Linked DNA regions of Gossypium hirsutum: region 2 is linked to region 1. Evidence: chromatin contacts called from public Hi-C data. All regions are on one chromosome and are shown on one strand. Each heading gives the region's core, a stretch centred on a gene start, on an enhancer-like site or on the middle of the called end of the contact. The rest is flanking DNA. Distances are from core to core; before and after follow the strand shown.

Region 1 (3,357 bases), core at 341-2,840:
CTTGTATATAATGAAAAGAGCTGAACACAGGAAGCTTCAAGTAAATAAAAAGTAGGGGTGTGGATTTGGTGGCTCCAATGAGTTGAGGCATATAACCAAAATAACTGAACGGAATAAGATCAGTTTCGTCCGTTTACATTGGTTTTTTTTGGGTAGATTTCGTGCAGTAGTGGTTGTGTGCTTAGAGATGGTTTTATTTTCTTTTTTTGTTCACCACATGGTTTAGAATTAGAGAGAAATTTGAAATCTGTAAATACTTTCAACATTTTCAATGTTGAATGGTTTAGGTAAGATTGGTGATTTTATTTTGAGTTGAAATGTTTTTTTGGGAGGGGCCATTACTAAAAAGATAAAGTTTCTTTAAAAAGATTTTAAATAATTTTTTATCAAAATTTTTAGGGTAAATTATGCAAATAGCCACCTAACTATACCCGCATTCTTGTTTTTGGTCATCCAACTTTAAAATTTTATTAATGTGGCATGTCTCTGTTTTTAAAGTCGAAAGTTTTAGCTAAAAAATTTGAGGATCAAATTGATAGAATATATAAGTATTGAGAATTAAATATAATATTATATTAGCTAGAAAAAGACTTTCGTTATCAACTTAATGACGGATGACCAAAACATAAACAAATTCAAGCATTAATGTCTATATTAAAAATTTTTAAAGTGGAGTAACTATAACAAAAATATGAACATAATTAATTGATCATTTGTATAATTTACCCAAACTTTTATATAAGTACATATTTATAATGTATAGATTGCTATATTTTTTATTCCTTTATAAGTTACAAATATAAAAGGAATCAACCTTAAATCCAAATCATGCTCAAAAGTTAAAATAAAATAAAGAGAAAATGATTTGAAATATCGAAATTTCAAAAAAAAAAAACTTTTCCATTAAATAAAACTGAAAAGAAAAATTAAAAAAAATCAGAAATTTTCCAATTTTGATTTTCTGGATGGAGACATTAGTAGGGGTAATTAAGAGCAGCTAAGAGGGTGGTGCCATTGTCTCCACTTTTTCCGTTTAGAGAGGAGAGGGGAATCGTCTTTTTCTTTTTATCGGACCAGAAGAAGGCAGGGAAGTGTTTTTAGAGAGGGGATGTGTTGAATCTGGATATTATGATAAGGTAGGTATCTAAAGCATTAGCTATTAATAATATCTTATTCTATTATAATCAGCAGAGGCCATTCTAGGGACCGGCCTGTCCCTCTCTTAAAATAAAAAATTATTATTTAAAATATTTTAAAAGTTTAAATTAAAAGAAAAGAAAATTTACTTTTAACTCCCTTAAAATTATAAAAATTTATTTTTTAAAAATTATAAAGATATAAATTATAAAAGATTAAAATTTTATTTTAGCTGTAAAAAGTTATTCTGCCTCACCTGATTATCAGTATTCCTGTAGCATTACAACCATGGACTCAAAAAGACGAAACATAAAAGTGATTGATGTAATTTGGCGAAATTTAATGACCTAAAATGTAAATTACATGAATAATATATATTAATAAAGTTTCAAGTGATTTTTATATAAATAAATGAGAAGGAGATAGCAAGCAGGTGATTTGAGTTGTAATAACATGGAGGAAGTGAAAGAGTATCTATACGTGTTACCTTCGAGAATGCTAGAGGAAATTAGCTCCGGTGAATCGGAGCCAGTGGATGCGGTCATCTTTGTTGGGATTTCTTTGGTATTAGGAATCGCTTCCAGGCATCTTCTTCGCGGCACCAGAGTTCCTTACACTGTCGCTTTGCTCATCATTGGCCTTGGTCTCGGCTCTCTCGGTTCGCCTCTTCCCACTTCTAATTTATCATAAGAAAATTTAAATTAGCAGCACAGGAGAAGTAGGATTGTCCATTGGACTTTCATGGATTTTTGACTTTTTTTTTTTCTTTTTTCTATTTCCAATATATCAAAATTTGTTAATTTCGTTGTTTTGATGCAAACTTCATTTGGTTTTTATAATCCCTTTGCCACCAAAATAGATCATTAACTTGACTCATCTAAAGTCAATATTGTAAGTCACAAGATCTAAGCTAAGATTTTTCTTCTTTAGTTTTGCCAGCAAATTAGTTCTAATTTCTGGGCATTTCTTTCCATCTGCTTTTCTCTTCTAATATTACTTCGATTTTTGATCTTCTAAACCAAATTAAGTATACGGATATAAGTTCGACTTTGATACTTTGATACACTGACCGGAGTTTCCTTCTTAACTCGGTGAGTTAAGAGTTTACCCTCTTATTATTGTTATTATTATTATTATTAATTCTAAAAACTACACAAAAATTCATTCTTCTTCTCATAATATATATATATTATTTCTATTATATATACACGCCACTTTAAAGATTAAAAAAAAAAAAAAGCAATTTAAAGGGTTAAGACATGCCACTCCACAAGCGAAACTGATTAGTGTATCTTTTGTTTCGTTAATTTTTGAGAAATTATACATTATTGAAGTGATATATAATCCTAGAGTATATTTAGAAAAAGTGACCATAGTAGTGCTCAGCTTTACTTGTTAAAGTTAAAAATTTACAACGTCAAAAAAGAATTCATTCTTAATGTTTTAGCTATTCTGGATACAATCCAGCTGGTGGAGTTTAAGAATCCCGTCAGGTGGATGGGATAATTTTCTTAATATATATTATATTCCATATTCCATTTCTGAATCTGAACTCTTTTAAGTGGATTTTTTTTTGTAAGGCTTTTAAGTGGAAGTTAGTTTACCATTTACCAGTGAAAATTGATTTCAGTTTGTAAGCAAGATAGCATAGCCATAAACAAGGTCTTAACTGGAATTATGATTTCATTCTTGATTAAAAGAAAAAAACTTGGCACATGATTCCAAGATACTGGAATTGGTGGCTCATTCAAGTTCACAAGAAACAATCTCAAGGTCATAATTTCTCTCTATATAGGTGTAATGTGTATTTTAATAGTTAGTGAATTCCTTTTCAACTTCTATTGCATTTTTTACTGCTGTTTCCTGGTTGTAACGTTTTTATTGATCAATACGCGAGGATCAAGATATGGTCATACTAAATTGTTTGGTTGTTGCAAGTTTGTTGCTTTTATTTCCTGTTCTTTATAACTTGGTCTTTTACCATTTCTTTTAGTTGTCCCTGGAAGTTATTTACTCAATGTCAATGTGGTTGATCCTTGCTTTGCAGAATATGGTACAAGTCATAAATTGGGAAGGATTGGTGATGGCATTCGACTTTGTAAGTTTTTTAACTTCATTTTATTCCCTTCCTTAGGCAAATTTAAGATAGTTTTGATCCGAAAAAGTACCTATATTTCATCAAGAATCAACAAATTTAAGGGTGTTACTTCTGATTTGCAG
Region 2 (3,092 bases), core at 214-2,713, 170 kb after region 1:
ACATATCAAATTTGATGTAAATTAAAGATTTCTAACTATTTATTTTATGTAAAAAATTTCCAAAAATCAAGAAATATTAATATTAATATATATTTATTAGGGGTGAAGTCAAAAATTTTGTTTAAGGGGGCCAAGATAAGATTTTAAATTTTGGGAAGGCCAAAACTAAAAAAATTGTATTAAAATGCTTAAATCAAATCATTAACTTTTTAAAAAGACTAAAATTATAACTTTTTTTCATTTAATTAAAATTTAAAAAAGGAATAAATTAAATCTCTTAATTTTGGGAGAGGCTATAAAGAAAATTTCCCCTTGAGCCAAGAGGACCCCTACATGCCCCTGTTTGATTACACCCCTGATATATAGTATTTTATATCAATATGATAGAGATATTAGATCAGTTCGAAAAATTATATGCAATAAAATACAATTATATTGATAAATTTTACGGTTAGATTGTTAAAATATTAATCGTACAAAAAGATATGAAAAGGTGTAAAACCACTTTAATTTTACACTTGTGTAAGTAGATCCATCTCCATATACTATGTTATTAATTATAGTATGTAATAGTATATTATCTATTATAGCTAGCAATTAAAACTGATTTAATTATTAAATCGAGCCAATTCAAGCAAATTGATTGGTAAATTTAGTTTTGATTTTGGATCAATTAATAGTGATATATGTGTATTAATAGTTTTAAAATATATTAATCTATTATGTAATACTATATTACATACTATTATAGAAATAGATAATATATTAACTATTAACTATTATTGTTTATTATTATACTGGTTAAAATATTCTTTAAGTAATATATAATATATTAATAGTTGATATATATGTATTAAGATCGAGTTAGGTAATTGGTTGATTTGATGTTGTCGGTTAATATATTAGATGTAATATGTATTTAAACTCAAACTCAAACCTAAGCTCAATTTAAACTTTCAAAACCCAACCTAAATAAAAATAGGGTTAGCATTTAGTATATTGCCAATTTTTTTTTATTACATAAACATCCTTAAAAATTGTCATGTGTCTATTTTTATATATTTATTTTTTAAAATATTTTACTATATTTAATTTGACACTTGTCAGCATCTTGACCAAATGGAAACTAAAAACTAAAATCTAAATTTTCAAATAAAAAAAGAGTAATCATTAAAATTAAAATTAAAATTATTAATAATATTATTAGTATGACCTAATAACTCATGTTTAATCCTATGCGATAAGAGTAATTATATATTTTATATTATCATTAAAATTATTTTTAATAATTTATTTCACTTTACAATTTAATATAAAAATTATTATTAATTACATTTCATATAAATATATAAGATTTATGAAGACATTTTATAAAATAAATAATTGTCATAAAATTATATTATTTATTTTGTAAATTTTGGACTTTGAATTGGATTTATTTTCAACTCGGGCTAAATTGATCTCAGACCTAGTCAGATTCGAATCATTTAGAGCTCGTTTCGGAATGTAAAAAGTTTCAGGCTGGGGCTGTACTGCGAGCTGTACATTAAACGCCTCCAATTTACTTTGGGCGTACTTTAGAAAAAGGAGCTAGCCGATAGTTACCTTGGAGTTGGACTCCGAGTTCAAACAAAGCATTTTCATAACCCAATTTTTTTCTTCAAACACAAATCAAAGGGAGAAAAAAGAATGGAAGTGGAGGGTTCATCGAAGAAGATGATAGCAACACAAGCAGAGATGGTGGAGAACAAGGTCCCCATCCCGTACAGGGATCAATGTGCACATCTTCTCATCCCGCTCAACAAGTGCCGCCAAGCCGAGTTTTACTTACCTTGGAAATGCGAGATTGAACGCCACTCCTATGAAAAGTGCGAGTACGAGCTCGTCATGGAGAGGATGCTGCAGATGCAGAAGATCCGTGAAGAAGAGGCCAAGTTGACACAGGCTGGGAAACAGGGCGTTTCTGTTCCTCTCATTCCCAAAACTGCTAATGCTTAAGCTGCCTCCAGGGTCAGTCAAATTTTCTTTTCTTTCTTTCTTTTTGTTTCAGTTTCTTTTATATATAATTTAATAACTGGATATTTATCTATTGATGTTTTCGTTCATAGTTTGTTGATGGGTTCATTGATCTTTGTATTAAGGGTTGTTTAAGTTCCAAAATTTTGGGGTATTTAGCTAGGTTAAATTTTTGTTTTTTTCTTTCTTAGTTGGCATGATGGATTGGTTTAACTTTTTTAGGGCTTTGTTTTAATCAAGGTTAGCTGCTATATGTTCGATAGAATTTTCCTGTCTGCTCTTATTATTGAAATTGAAGCGTTTAACCCTTTCTTTCCCTCTGTTGGATATAAGATTAAAGGATTTGAGACTCTGTTTCTCCATTGTCAATACTTCTGATGTTTTTACTGGTTTCCTGTTTTCTATTAAGGGACTTATTTTCATTTGGTCTATTTATAGTAGGGTGTAGTGATTTGGGGGTTTATTTGTTTGGTTCTTGTGGCATTTGATTGGAAAGAAAAGGTAAACTGGAATGTGTCCGTATCAATCAGTTTCTGCTTTGGGGTCTTTTTGTCCATGGAATTTTGTTTGATTTAGAATTTCATTTTGAAGATTTTGAAATTGGTATTAGGTTGTTCTTGCCTAATGACTCGAAATATGGTGGGGGGGTACTTGTAGTGAGATTGAGAACAACATGCATTCTGGATAACCCCCCTAGATGGGTTTGAGTAAGACTATTAACAATCAAGTTTTTTTTGGTCCTTGGTTATTGAGATTGCGTATTATGCTTTAAGAGTAATTCGGTATATTCTTGATACTTTTTTCAGTTACCTGTATGTTCCTGTTTAGTAGGTGTAGCCAATGGAAATTTTTTTATTATGGTCAGTATAAGATAGTCTGATAGCAGTGTAAAGAAGAAATAGGAGTTTGACAACAAAGCACTGAGTTCATACATGCAGATGCATAAAAGTGGAATATCCCAGTTATTTACCAAACGTGAGTTCTGATTTACCATTATTTAGTTTGATTGTTCTTGCTTGTTCCCCTCAAGTGGTGCTGGTATCCTAGGAGATCTGGGCTAGTGAATATAATAATGT

Evidence for each region. Hi-C and Micro-C count contacts between places; a contact is called where the count stands out from the background.
Region 2: a contact with region 1 is called in a Hi-C map of leaf, with 1.8 times the contacts expected there. The contact joins the promoter of LOC107909944 here to the promoter of LOC107909949 in region 1. A contact is called at or near these places in 4 of 34 Hi-C or Micro-C datasets (callus and leaf).

The regions. Positions count from the first base shown.
Region 1 is chrD02:50,786,071-50,789,427 of Gossypium_hirsutum_v2.1, forward strand. It overlaps LOC107909949 (sodium/hydrogen exchanger 8-like), which reads left to right and starts at 1,591. Exons shown (of 23, transcript NM_001327028.1): 1 at 1,591-1,795; 2 at 3,185-3,235. The coding sequence starts at 1,591.
Region 2 is chrD02:50,953,645-50,956,736 of Gossypium_hirsutum_v2.1, forward strand. It overlaps LOC107909944 (NADH dehydrogenase [ubiquinone] 1 beta subcomplex subunit 7), which reads left to right and starts at 1,464. Exons shown (of 2, transcript XM_016837654.2): 1 at 1,464-2,010. The coding sequence starts at 1,690. The coding sequence ends at 1,998.